Regions from separate parts of the Mus musculus genome. Here regions 1 and 2 are each linked to region 3. A link is a contact called in public promoter capture Hi-C data. All regions are on one chromosome and are shown on one strand. Each heading gives the region's core, a stretch centred on a gene start, on an enhancer-like site or on the middle of the called end of the contact. The rest is flanking DNA. Distances are from core to core; before and after follow the strand shown.

Evidence for each region. Promoter capture Hi-C pulls out the DNA fragments that hold promoters and counts their contacts.
Region 1: a promoter capture Hi-C map of stem cell-derived epiblast-like cells shows a contact between it and region 3, with 2.2 times the contacts expected there. The contact joins the promoter of Slc8b1 here to the promoter of Oas3 in region 3. A contact is called at or near these places in 2 of 39 promoter capture datasets (pre-B cells and stem cell-derived epiblast-like cells), 1 of 15 datasets of contacts at CTCF or cohesin (large pre-B cells), 4 of 484 Hi-C or Micro-C datasets (bone marrow-derived macrophages, embryonic stem cells, haploid embryonic stem cells and 1 more), 5 of 115 datasets of contacts at active chromatin or transcription factors (bone marrow-derived macrophages, embryonic stem cells and pancreatic cancer cells) and 1 of 9 other capture datasets (liver).
Region 2: a promoter capture Hi-C map of embryonic stem cells shows a contact between it and region 3, with 3 times the contacts expected there. The contact joins the enhancer-like site here to the promoter of Oas3 in region 3. A contact is called at or near these places in 1 of 39 promoter capture datasets (embryonic stem cells), 1 of 15 datasets of contacts at CTCF or cohesin (CD8 T cells), 1 of 484 Hi-C or Micro-C datasets (embryonic stem cells), 1 of 115 datasets of contacts at active chromatin or transcription factors (CD8 T cells) and 1 of 9 other capture datasets (embryonic stem cells).

What each region holds. Positions count from the first base shown.
Region 1 is chr5:120,508,093-120,512,787 of GRCm38.p6, reverse strand. Slc8b1 (solute carrier family 8 (sodium/lithium/calcium exchanger), member B1) reads right to left here and starts at 1,596. Exons shown (of 16, transcript NM_133221.2): 1 at 1,505-1,596.
Region 2 is chr5:121,128,021-121,132,459 of GRCm38.p6, reverse strand. Ptpn11 (protein tyrosine phosphatase, non-receptor type 11) reads left to right here. Exons shown (of 16, transcript NM_001109992.1): 16 at 1-1,927. Among named protein-coding and RNA genes, the nearest start is that of Ptpn11, 61 kb to the left of the region's middle. Within about 2 kb of position 3,024, at least 6 of the 459 cell types and tissues checked have an H3K27ac peak or open chromatin away from gene starts, as enhancers often do. A contact at or near this core is called in embryonic stem cells, where this site is marked.
Region 3 is chr5:120,775,442-120,780,065 of GRCm38.p6, reverse strand. It overlaps Oas3 (2'-5' oligoadenylate synthetase 3), which reads left to right and starts at 2,407. Exons shown (of 16, transcript NM_145226.2): 1 at 2,407-2,615. The coding sequence starts at 2,442.

The sequences.
Region 1 (4,695 bases), core at 347-2,846, 270 kb after region 3:
AAAGATGGACCCCAGCGACTTATATATGCTAGGCAAGCACTCTACCACTGGGCTATAATCCCAGTGATTTTTAGTTGTTTGTTGAGTCAGGCTAGCCTGGGAATTCATGAGGTAGCCCAGGCTGCCCTTGAGCTAGTGACCATCCTCTTGCTTCTAGTTTGGAAGTGTCGGGATTATAAATTTGAAGCACGACCCCCTTCTACCCTATTCCTACTTTTTGTTTTGTTTTGTTTTTCGAGACAGGGTTTCTCTGTGTAGCCCAGGCTGTCCTGGAACTCACTCCGTAGAGCAGACTGGCCTTGAACTCAGAAATCCGCCTGCCTCTGCTTCCCGAGTGCTGGGATTAAAGGCGTGTGCCACCACTGGCAGGGTCTCCTCTATCTGCTAGGCTGACCTTGAGCACATATTTCTTTTGCCTCAGCCTCTTGGGTGGCTGAGATGTCAGATGTGCACCAGCCCCTGGGTCCCAGCCTTAAAAGCACACATCTGAGGTGGACTTGGTTGTGATCAAAGACGGTATATCACACCTCACAACCTGCTGTGGTATCCTTCCATGGGGAAACTGAGGCACTGGGAAGCAACCTCACTCTCGGTTTTCACTGTCAGCTCAAGTGCCACACCACATTGCCCTCTCTGAGTGTTCACCAGGCTGTCCCCAGAGTCATGTGGCAAGGGAGAAAACCAGAAAGCCAACCGTCCTTGGATGGAGAAATCGAGGCCAGGAGGGAAGTGAGTTGCTCAAAGGCGCCTAAACTGGGACCAGCCGAATCGGCGGGTGGGGCTGCAATATGAATAACCCACTTCCTCCAGCCAGGGGGAAAGAGCTTTATTTTTCTGTCCAAGCAGAAAACTGGCTCCGAGTCTTAGGCAGGCTGCCCCAAGTGTTTTGTGCATTTTATTTTCTGCAAGCAGGGAGCCAAAGGCCATCTGAGCTTTATTTGAGGGGGTGTGATTCTTTACACAAGCATTTCTAAATCGCCACCCCCGGGGGGGGGGGGGAAGAGGGCAAAGGACAAGATAGGACCCCAGAGGAAGAAGGGAATACAGCCACTTCCTCACCTGTTGACAGAAAACGAGTCTCTCCCCTCCGCTTTCTAGCTACTCCACTTGGCACGGGCGTGGAGTGGAAAAACACAGAACCCTTCAGTTCCCTCTCTGCATTTTCTGGGTGGGCAGCCTGAGGGGAGGGGGGGCTGGGCTTATGGCCTCTGGGTCCGCATCTGTGAAATGGACTCTAGCGCTGACCCAAGGGACAGCCAGACACCGCGTCCTCAAGTCACCTCCACTCCAGTTTCTTCTACTCATTTCCAAATAAGCTCGCATGAAGCGCCTCCGGCAATGCGGACACCTGTGTGCTGCGGCGTTGGTGAAGTGGGCAGACTTGACGGCGAGGGATGGGGTTGGGAATCGGGAAGCACTTTCTGATTTTGGGGTCCCAGCTGAAAGCGGATTTGAGAAGCTGAAGTTGGAGCGACGAGTGCACAGGCTGCGAAGCTCCTCTTACCTCGGGCGGGGCCTGGATCCGCGACCTCGGAGTCTTCCTCTAGCCGGATGGCCAGCGCCACAACCTTCCGCCCCTAGAGTCCTGGCCCGGAGCAGCCTGGCCACGCCCCCACAACCTCCACTCCGCCTACTTGCCAGTCGGGCCACGCCCGAGCCTCTCTGTCCCCGCCCAAGACACGCCCTTTAAGGCTCGCCCCGCCCCAGCTCTTAAAGACACAGCCTCCCAGCCGAGGGTGGGGGTTGTGAGCTGTTCCCTGTTGTCTTCCCCATTCTCCACCTGCTTTCTGTCCCCAGCCTGTCACTTCTGCTTTCAGGTAGATGCTATATTGAAAGCACGTGGGTTATAGACTTCAGGAGGCCCGAGAGAAGTCTAAGGGGAGCGGGGGGGGGGGGGGGAGTTGGGGGAAGCTTAGAGTTTCTGTTACTGAGGGTGGTATGGAAGGGTGAGAGCTATAGTAAAGTAAGGGGAAACGTGGCATGGTGGTGGTGTATGCCCATAGTTCTGGCCTTTCAGAGGCAGAGGCAGGAGGATTGTGATATTAAGGCCAGTCTGAGCATCCCAGCAAGACATTTTCTCAGTATGACGGTAATAAAGGTGATGGTGATAATGATGGTGGTGGTGATGATTTAAACGGTCTCCTGCTGCCTGCAAGCAGTCTGGTTGTAGAGCCTGAAATGCCTGGATCTGACATTTGTCAGCATTCCCCTCTCCAGCACACACTAAGCCACCGAGCTGCACCCCAACCTAGAAGACTACAGCAAACATCAAGATGGGCAGTGGTATAGCCCTGCAACCTCAGCTTTTCTCAGGAGGCTGGGGGGATTAAAAACAAATTCAAAAAGCCTGACCAGGTTCCAGTTCAAGGGCAGCATCTGCATTTAGTAAGGCCGTTTCCCAGAATGCAAAGTGAAAAGGGGGGCTTAGGTGCGGTGGGAAATTCAGTGGCAGGGTGCTTGCTGAGTGTTCTCAGAGCCTTAGGATTAGTCCCCAGACCATGATTAATTAAAGAGCACGCCCAGCGGGGCTGCTGAGATGGCACAGTGGGTAATGATGTGGGCACTGATGCTAAGCCCCACGACCTGAGCTTGATCCCTAGAACCCAACAGTGACGAAGATCTTACTCCTGGAGGTTGTCCTCTGGTTTCCACATGTGTACCATGGTATGTGCACACACAGACACAGACACACACACACACACGCACACACACACACATGCATGTACACACAGACACACACATGCACACACACACATGTGTGCACACAGACACACGCACATATGCACGCCTGCACACACGTTCATGAACACACACGTGCTCGCATGTACGTGTACACACACACACAGTGTAAAGTATTAAACTGTGTTAAACTGTATCAGTAGTACTTCATCTGTCATGGTAAGAGTTGAACAGGTGGGAGGAAGAGGAAACTTCAGTCAGGATGTAAAGTAAAGAAAATGAAATCAAAATAGAGTTGAGTGGTAGAACTGCCAGAACCCCAGTTGCCGGCACCACTATGCTTTTCTGTGTCTTTGTTTGCTTGCTTTGAGATGGGATCTCACTAAGTAGAACCAGAACCAGCCATATAGACCAAGCTCACAGATCTGTCCTCTCGGCCTCCTAGTGCTTTACCACCAAAGGCATGTACCACCAAGGCTCACCATCCTCACCACAGTTCTCGAGTGCACAGGACCTGCTTCAAATGTGTCACGTGTCACAAAGAGCAGGGGCACGTGCGTGCGTGCACGCGCGCACGGGGTGGGGGACAGTATTGAATTCCTCCCCTGGAAGGGGAAGATTTCCGACATGTATCAGTTAGCTATTGCTGCGTAACAACCATTCCCAAAGTGACAGATCTAATCCACCAACATCTTAATATATGTCTGAGTGTCTGAGAGGCATGATTTTGGGAGAGTTGCCGTGTAAAGGTTCCGACCCAAGCCCTTCTTCTGCTTGCATGTCCAGCCCGAGCCCGAGGCTGCTCAGACATTTGCTTTTCTCTGCAGAGCCTCAGGGATTCTTCCCCGTGGACTCCCCATTTTACATAGCTGATTCCTGGGCTTCTCCAGCACAGGCTATGCCAAGGTAGATGTGTGCTCATAAGATACCTCAGGAGGAGTCAGTACAGGGGACTGGAGAGCAAAAGGAGAGCTAACTATACCCCCTTCTGGGAATTTATGGCAGAAGTTAAGAGTGCCACTTCCCCCATAGCCACTGTGGAGAGGGAAACAGCCCCTGACTCTCCCAGGGCATGTGAGATGACCAAGACTCTGCCGTGACCATATTTGGAAAGTATCAGCTGCCTCTGTGTTTTGGTCCACAGAAGTGTCCAGCAGGGGCTTTTGTGAGAACCAGAGTGGGACTATATTGTGTGTCAGGAAAGGAAAGGCCCCAAGTTCCACTGAGAGGATGACTGCCCAGGGCACCATGTGCGGGCTTGCCCTGTCTTCAGTCTCTATTTTGAGGCAAGCTCTCTCTGTGTAGCATAGTCTGCCTTGGATCCCTGATCAACCTCCTGAGTGCTTACATCACAAGCACATGCAGGCATGCAGCTCCTGCCCCCAGTCCCTTAGGAACTAACCCCAAGTCAATAAAAGCTGGGCTGGGCTGGGCTGGCCTGTAGTTTATTTGACCAGCATCAAAGCCCTGGGTTCCATCGCCTCTATTACATAAACCTGGCGTGCTAGGGCACACCTGTAATCCCAGCGCTCAGAAGAGGACTGGGAGGTGTGTTAGTCAGGGTTCTCTAGCGTCACAGAACATATGGAATGTCTCTCTATATTAGGGAAATTTGTTGTGATGATGTATGGTCTGTAGTCTAACTACCCCCAACAATGGGCAGCTGTGAATGGGAAGTCCAAGGATCTAGCAGTTGCTCAGTCCCACAAGGCTGGGTGTTTCAGCTGGTCTTCTGTAGAAGTAGGTTCCAACAGATGTGCTGGCAAGTAAGTGCAAGCAGGCAAGGAAGAGCAGATCTTCCTTCTTCCAATGTCCTTATATAGGTCTCCAGCAGAAGAGGTGGCCCAGATTAAAGGTGTGTACCACCATGCCTAAATCTGATATTTATTTTGTCCCAGGCTGCCCTTGAACTCGGAGGTCTCCTTGCCTTCCTCTCCTGGGATTAAAGGTGTATACTATCCTGCCCTGGCCTAAGCTTTTCATAGCCACTATGCCTCACCATCTCCATGCCAAGAT
Region 2 (4,439 bases), core at 1,775-4,274, 350 kb before region 3:
CCGTAAGTGCCTTCTCCAGAGATGTCCCTCTGCCCAGTGTTGATCCTTGAGAGCACGTTTCAGCGAGAGCTTCCAGATGTGATGCTCGTGACCAAGCAACCGCACAGTCTCCACTTGATTCTTCTTGCTTCCATTCCTGAAAGGAAGAATTGGACCTGCCCTGCAGCTGCCCTGTCTGGGGCCTCCTGCTCCCTGGCAGCCTGAGGTAGTTGGGGAGCACAGGGGCCACCATTTTCTTAGAGCATGTGCATCGATCCTGGCCCCTTCTCCAACTGAATTCGATTGCTTCAGAGCACAGCATGGCCTGGTGGGAATGTGGAGACTGCTGTCTTCTCCGAGAGTTTGTAATGAGATCAGTTCAGCATTCACAGCCAGGATCCCAGATCCTACTCTCTATAGCACATTGTCACAATGAACTGTGTTGGGTTGGTGGTAATGTCTAGACTCTGGACTTGGAGGGCAAAGTTTCTCACCAGCACACAGAGGTTAGCTGAGCTGCTGATCTCTCAAGCTAACATTTCTACTTGCAGCTTGAGATCCTGGAACAGAGACCTGCCCTTGGCCCCCTGTGTTCGGTACAGCAAGTGTTTTCCTTTGGATTCCCCCCAGAAGCCAGCCAGCTGTCATTCCAATAGGGCAACAGGAATCCCTAGGTGTCCCAGATCTGTCAGTGTTATGGAAGGTGGTTGCAGGGTCTCAGCTGTGTGCTGTGCGGTGCGGTGTCTGGGAAGATGAGGTATGGGAGGTGTGGATTTGAGACAGCGAGAGTGGAAGTTGCACAGGTGGCTCATGAGCAGGTCAGAGGCACAGGGCCAGCATCGAGCAGGCTGCATGTGACCCGAGTCTCCCCTCACTGCTGAGCCTTTAAATCAGAAGTATAGGATTTTTCTATTTGGGGAGGGGGTGGGGTGGGGCATTGTCTAGCACATGGTATTGGTTTCTAGAAAGCTATACTTGAGAGTCGTAATGCTTGTCACATGGGTGTGCAGCCTTCCTGAGGCCCCAGGTTGCCTCTGCCATTGCAGCTGGTGCCTTTCTAATGGAAGACTGGGGTTAGGAAGTGGTGCTGTCAGCAGCTCAGAGGTGCTCAGTGTTGTTTCTAGGGGTTTTGGTGGGAGTCCAAGAATATAAGCCTTGTTTCTGGGACAGGACTGGGGCAGATGCGCTCGGGAAGGAAGCACAGGCAGAAGTGTGGGCTCGTTCTACATTGTCCTAGTTTCAGACGCCTGTCTCAGGGTCTGTGCTAGCCCACTGCTTTGTTGAACCCTTTCCCTTTCTTGGAAGGAAGCTCCCGAGTAGAGCTCACTGCATCCCCAGTCACTAGCAGCTGTTGCTCTTGTGGGGTGTTGAGGGCACAGGAAGCAGAGAGCAGTTCCTGTTGGTGCTGTAGAACCTGGCTGTGCATCCAAGTAGTTTTCACAACTCCTCTTCCTAAACCTCAATCATGGGATTAATAATATACCTGTTTATTTATGACCTAATTGTGACTCTGATTAATAAAAGCTGGTGGGAAAGGCCCATCCAAGAAGCCGATGGCCAGACTCACACTTAGCTTTCCCACAGCGTATGAAGCATCCATCAGGCAGAGTATTAAAGAAATATAATATTTTACTGATAGACCTGTCCTTTAAAAGGAACGTGTTTTTGGGTGTCATCATTTTGGTGTGAATCATGTAAGGGTTGGCTGTTTGCTGTTTAATACACTTTAGTGTCAAGAGACGCACTCAGCTGACTTTTTGCCCACGCATATCATGTAGTCTGGATTTTTAAGCGACATTAACAGAATAGTTTGTGTAGAGAAACCTCAAGTTTCCCCAGCTGTGCCATGAGTGTATCTGCATATACTCTGGGTATTGTCAGAGGCAGTGGATTTGTGAGCTGTCTGGAACTAAAAATTAGAATAAAATCATTTTCTTGTATTACAGTATTTGTCATTTGGTCTGTTGTCGTGTGTGGGGAAGGAGTGGTGGGAAGAAGTGGGACGGTGGCTCAGTTGGCCCGTCATCCCAGGTTCTGTGTGGGAGCCACAGAACTGCAGCGAGTGGCCTCTAAGGACAGGCAGGAGCTCTGCCCAGAAGGACTTGGGAGGGAATAAAGACCCAAACTGTGGGAGTGACCAGGACACAGGGTTGGCTGAGCAGTGTTAAGGTGTTTATGCCGAGGGACAGCACTGCTCTTGGGAACCTTGGTGTTCCCAGGACGAGTCATGTTCAAAGCAAGGGTTCTGTCTTCATCACTGAGCCCGCCCAGCAGTACAGAGAGGCTTCCTGCTGCTGAGCCGTGCCCGCCCGCTCTAGGCCCCCACCCTCCGACCTCAGCGTGTTCTGGACAGGAAGAAATCACTTCATGACCACCCAAGTAGGTACTTGTTTGTTCTCTGTTGGAGGGGAAGGCATTGGGGGTACTTACACTATAACATGTCATGGGCCTTAGGGTCTAGCCCAGGTGCATCATGAAAATGATGCAATCTACCCAGGCATGTGACTCTCCAGAAAATACAGATTGCCTTTTAAATGCAAGGCTGTGAACCATGCCAGACAGGTGAGCAATAACCAAAACCACCTGACATGGTACCAGTTAGCCAGGAGAAGCATGCCCACTCCTCCCGGGCCACACGTCAGAGGGAGTTAATGGGATGTTACTACTGAAGGTGCCTGAGGGGGCTGAGACCTGATGGGGTGAGGAAGAGCAGCCGGGAGACCTCAGAACGGGCGACTCCTGGCCCCTTTGCCTTAGTTCACATTCTCCTGAGATCCTGGGCTGTACATGGTGGGCAGTGTGACATCCTTTTAGAGCCGCTGTGAAAGAGCCTACTGGTGTTATGCCCCTCCAAGATGAGCAGGTGAGAGCAGTGCTTCCCCGGTGGAGACACGCTCAGTACTTGTCCTTGTCTCATTCAGTCCCAATGGCAAACCAGAGTACAAGTTCATCAGAGTTCACTCTGGGCGGCCAGTGAAGTACTGGGCACCTTACAGAGTGTGGCTGAGGGGTGACTGGCAATGTGGGTGGTCCTGGAGTCCACACCCAGCATGGGTGATGGCTCTGGATAACTGCATAGATGGAGCCCCAATCAGTTACCTTCCTCAGCCTTTTGTACCCTAGCAGCTGCTGAGACCTTGAGGCCATCTCAAGTTAAGAGCTGCCAGTGGAAGGCTAGGGAGACTGAGGGCGCTTCTCACGCTTTGCCTCTGAGGGAGGTTCAACAATCCATACAGAATCCACATGTGAGGGACTTGTAAGCAGGCTGATCCAATGAAGATGGCGGCTGTTTTGCTTGAAGGGCCAAATTCTACAGCGAGGAGGCCATGGATTAAACTAGGTTGCCATTCCACAGAGAAGTTCCTGGCCCAAGTGCCTGCTGTGTGGTCCCATCTCACTTCTGCTTGGTGTCCTTGGTCCTGGAGCTTACACTGCAGATGCCCCTCCCCTACCTAGTCCAGATTCCAGAAACTGCATTTGCTGTGATACACACCTTGACTAAAGACAGCTTGGAAAGGAAAGGATTTATTTGGCAGACAGTATCTATCATCAAGGGAAAACCAAGGCAGGAATTCCAGGAGCTTGAAATAGACACCGTAGGAATACCATTTACTGCTGCCTTGCTCTCTGTTCGCTCTCTGGCTTGGCCCACCCCCCACCTTTGCATCCCTAGCCTAGGGATGGCACCACCCACAGTAGACTGGGCCCAACTATAGTTCAGTCTGCCCACAGTCCAGAATGACAGAGGCAATTCCTTAGTCGAGGTTCTCTCCTCCCAATTTTGTCAAATCACAGTTACCACAGCTTTTTTTTTCCATGTCACGTGAGGCCCAGCTAAATATTTAATATCCCGAGTACCATTCTGATCAGAAGTATGCATACTGCGGAGGACGGGGGGAAATGATGAATGAGCTCAGGGTGCAGTGTGATGGGGGCTGTGGAACCTAATGTTCTGTAGCACGGGAGGATGATTGTGGCTGACAGCAATTAATGGTGTATTTCAGAATAGCTAATTGCAAGGATTTGCGCACTCCCTGATGTGAAGAAATGATGATAATGTTTCCTATGATGGCAACGCCGTTTGTCTCAGTCTGACCACAGTGTCTACCAGACTGAAATGTCACTCTGACCCCAGGAATATGTAAAAGAATGTCATGTCTTTTAAATCTAAGAAAACCAGCAAACCAAAGGTTGTAATCCTGGGAGGTGGAGGCAGGATGGGAGTTCAAGGTCTTCCTCAGGCAAATCGAAAGTTACAAGGGGGGCTGGAGAGATGGGTCAGTGATTAAGAGGTCCTGAGTTCAATTCTCAGCAACTACATGGTGGCTCACAACCATCTGTAATGGGGTCTGATGCCCTCTTCTGGTGTGTCTAAAGACAACTACAATGTACTCAAGTATATAAAATAATTCTTCCAAAAAAAAATATAGTTACAAGGAAGTAACCCTATACTTCAAAGC
Region 3 (4,624 bases), core at 1,158-3,657:
ATTTTTCTCTGGCTTGTCAACATTCCAGCTCTCTATCACTAAGTTCTAATTAGATATTCAGCCTTGGAGAGTCTTTAGGACCCACGTGGTTTTCCTTCTTGTTCTTCCTCCCCTTTCTCAGGAAGTTCAGTTTATAAGACTCTATGGGAGGTGGGGAGGGCAGCTGACTCTACCCCGGGACCCTGGAAAGGGCTCCTGAGTTGCTCCTTGAGGCAGGGACCTCTTAGCCAAGGACAGAAGAACTCAGGACCTCCAGCCAATTGCAAAAGTGAAACAGCATGCAGGGTGCTGGGAACAGACTCAGTAAAGACCCAGAGGTGGGAACAAAACCCAAAAGAAACAGAAATAAGAGAAGCAGATGGTGTGTGAGCGACAGACCCAGAGTCACTAGGAAGGCAAAGGGGCCAGGTCCATTTCATAGGGGCTGTGGGGACAAACTGTGTAAATACGCCTGTGGCAAAGTGACAGTGTGGGTGGGGGTGAGGTTAAAGACCTTCAAGGGTCTGGGTTACAAACCACAAGTCTAGACATCAGCAGGCAGCTCCCCTCCCAGGTTGCAAGTGAGATTCTATCTTCTGCTGGGTTCTGCTGTCCTACCTCTGCCTCCACCCACCACCACCACCACCACCACCACCACCACACTCTGACCACTGACTCTGTCACAGGAGAAGCCCAGCTGCCTCAGGCCAGGACCTATCCTAATGACTGTCCTTGAGCACAGCCTCATCTCCTAATAAGATTGCACCTTGAGGTCCTGAGAGTCCTTTCTCCTCTTGAAGAAAGGCCAGGGAACATCCCAGCTCCTTGGTCCCTTCTAGACATGTGTAGATCAGTAACCCTGGACCCAGCAGATCTTACAGGAAACAAAGGTGCTAGGAGGTGGGTGGGCAGGGTGTGTCAGTCTGCACTCGCTGCTCTAAAACAGAACAGATTCCCAGGGCTCCCAGGCACAGGATGTGGCTATGACATGTGCCTTCCCCACTTATCTTTGACTGCCTAGCTGTTTGGCATAGCTCGAAACCCCCTTACTTTATTCCCCAGCTAAAGTGACCACAGGAGACTAAGGATGCCTTTGGATCCTTTCAATCCCCAGGGCCATGGCCTCTTCCAGTGAACAGAGCCAAGCTGTGTGATGACTGAGGCAGGTGATGGGTTTAGATGGCCACATCATTACACTGTCATCTAAAAAGATATTCTGTCCTGGAGTGTTCAAATCGTGCCCCCCAGACTATAGCCTATTCATATCAGTTCTCTCTCTCTCTCTCTCTCTCTCTCTCTCACACACACACACACACACACACACACACACACTGTCAGCTGTGATTAGCACTTGAAGACACTAGGTTCTCAACACACACAAACCGGACTCTCTGTTCCACACTTGTGCAGTTTTGGCTGGCAGACACACACGCACACACACATACACAGAGATGCAGACACGCATGTACACGCACACATGTGCACATGTACAGACGTATGAATACATACACAGACAGACACTCACATGCACACATACACATGTGTGAACACATATGCACATGCACGCGCACACAAGTACAGACACACATGTTCCGACACACATGCCCTACACACACACACAGACACATGCACACACACAAACACGCAGGCGTGCAGCAGAACCATCACTTGGCCTCCAATCTGAACTTGCCCTTGCTTCTGTCTTCAGCATCTCCTCCCACAAACAGGGCGCTAAGCACAGAAGCCCTCATTTCTTACCTTAGTCCTTTGTGCAGCCCCAGCCAAGGGCCTCACACTCATCAATCTGATGTCTCCTCTTGGAGCATCGTTGTGCCTCAGCAGAGCAAGGAGCAAAAAGTCAGGATGCCTGGGACTGGAAGACCTGGGTTCAGATTCTAACTCTGACAGTCATGCTGTGTGATGCTAGATGACTTACTCAACCTCTCTGTCCATCTGCCACCCTGCATACTTATGTTAAGACCACTACCAGGCATTTAATGGAGGCTCATTAATATAACCCCATTTTTACAGATGGAAAAAACTGAGGCCCAGAGAGGTTAACACAGGGCAGCACAGCAAAACAATAGATGAGAACTTGGGTGGGGAGGACTGTGGGGGGCTCTGCTTCCTCAGGCCTGGCTCTGAGGTGCTCTGTGGCAGCCTATCTTGGGTCCCCAAATAGGAGGTCAGGAAGCCTCAGGGGACCTAGGGGACCTGTGAGCCTGGTCCCCAATGTTCCCAGGCTGCCCAGAGGGTCAGAAGTCACACCAGGAGACAGCAGAACCATAAACAGATAATCTCAACAAACACCCTGAGCCTGAGTCAGGGAAGAGAGGAACTCAGCAGGGAGGAGAAAACGAAAGTGAAGGGAGGTGACTCAGGGAACACACCCACTGTCACCTCAGGAACACCCCCAAGAAGCCCTGGAGAGAAACGAAACTCTACTGAGAGTACCGGTCAACATGGACCTGTTCCACACGCCAGCCGGAGCTCTGGATAAGCTGGTGGCCCACAACCTGCACCCAGCCCCTGAGTTCACAGCAGCCGTACGGGGTGCTCTGGGGTCGCTAAACATCACCCTACAGCAGCACAGAGCCCGAGGGTCACAGAGACCAAGAGTGATAAGGATTGCCAAGGTGAGAGGGTGGGGCACCCCAGGGCAAACACCTTCAGGGTCTTCTTGAGGGATGGCTCAGGTGTTGCTATAACCAGCCAGTCTGTGGGGAAACTGAGGCATCAAAACCCAAGTTACACTTCCAGGGTAAAGGCCCAGCCAGGGCCACACTGGGTCACCTGATGGCTTCCTATGCTCTCCTAAAGGCTGTCTCATTCACTCATTCACTCAATCACTCAGACTCTAACTTCACACTGCCTGAGCCTCGCTGATCTGAGGCAGGGGGATCACGCACTCACACCCATTGGGACCCAGTCTTTGAGAAAAAGAACATGACCCGGCTAAAGCACACAGACTCCCTCACCAACATGGCACCTGAGGTAGGGATTACTGCCAGCTTTAGGAGTGGGGAAACTGAGGCTGAGTGGAGCTGAGCTGCTACTCTAAGCCACACTGTGTCACCTGGGCATCCTGCCAGGCCGCCCAAGAACCTTTGGCTTCTCAGAGAACTAGGGGGAGATAAACTCTGAGCCGCCTTAAGCCTGGTAAACCTGCTGATGCAGGGGCATCATAGGGACCTAGGAGGGGCACAGTGAGACTAGAGATTGTCCTGGGCAGGTCTCGGGTCACCTGACAGTTCCTGAGGCTGCATCTGAGCTGGAGATGTGGAAGGAGGCTTGGGTCTGGGAGACAGAGCCTGCTTCTGCATCTCAGGTGTGGCTGAATTCCTTCTAGGGAATGGGGGATGTGTATCCCTCCTCCTAAAGCCCCAGGGGTTAACAGGAAACAATCCGCCACAGGTCACTCTGGGAAACAATGAATCTATTGGTCTTCCTTACTGAGCCTAGGGAAGTGGGCCCCACTGGAAAGTCTTCACCAGCAGAGACCAGGCCTTCTGTAAGCTGCACAGGCTCTCCCCTCCTCCCAGTCTCCCAAGCGATATACCTCAGGCCAGGAACAGTTTAGGGCACAGTTGCATTAGAGAGTGGAGAGGTCCTCGGGTGAGGGTTGATGAGCAGTGAGTAATATATGAGCAGTGAGTAATATAAACATCACCAGGCCATTATTTCAGACCTAACTTGGCCCTTGTGTACTGGGGGTTACAGGTGTGGTCCACCAGAGGCTACAAAGTCTCCTTTCAACCGCCCAAAGAGGATCGGGTAGGGGTGGGGGTGGAAGGAACAGGGTTCATGGAGCAAGACCTCTTTAAACTCCTCATGGGATGGGTTTGAAAACCATAACTGAGCTAAATACAGGATGGCGGGGAAGACCCTCATTGTGCCCCTGAGATGTCAGCTGGGAACCCCCTCTCCTCTGTCGTAGAGATTTTTAATCCCAGCGTAGAGTTTCTACCCTGCCTTTGATCATTCAGCCCCCAGATAAAAGACACACACAGCCTTTATATTTACAGTAAGCCTTAAACAGCACAAGAGCTGGGCAGATACCTACCTTCTATGCTATTAGAATCTACTTTCCCATCAATAACCCTAAGTTATCACTTACTATGTTTCATCTGGGCTGCTCTTAACTCTGATTGGCCAGCCCTCGGGACCACGTTTCTATGACTCACCTAACCCACAGCAGCTTCTCCCCCTCCACCGCCTTCTTTTCCTTGTGGTTCTCCTCAGACCACAAGCCCAGGAAACCTAAACCACCCATGTCTCTTCTGCCCAGCTATTGGCTGCCAGGATCTTTATTCGCCAATCAGAAATAATTTGGGCGCAGACTCCAGGTCTTGGGGGCCCACACTCAGCACTGAGGCGGCCTGCAAGAGCAAAACCTCTACACTCCTCTTCTTTTTCGGCTTCAGGAAAGAGAGACGGAAGCAACCCCTCCCAGGTGTTCTGTGTTTCCTTTGCAAGATGAGGAAGTACCTTCCTCCCATCATCCTTAGGGAGGTGCTCATGGGTGATACTGGAAGCTGCCTAGTGGTTATTTCCTCTACTGTCTCTCCACACACAACCAGAGGATCAGCCTTGAGGGGCCTGGCGTCATCACTGGGGTAACGGGAGCCCCAGACTGTGTGGCGCC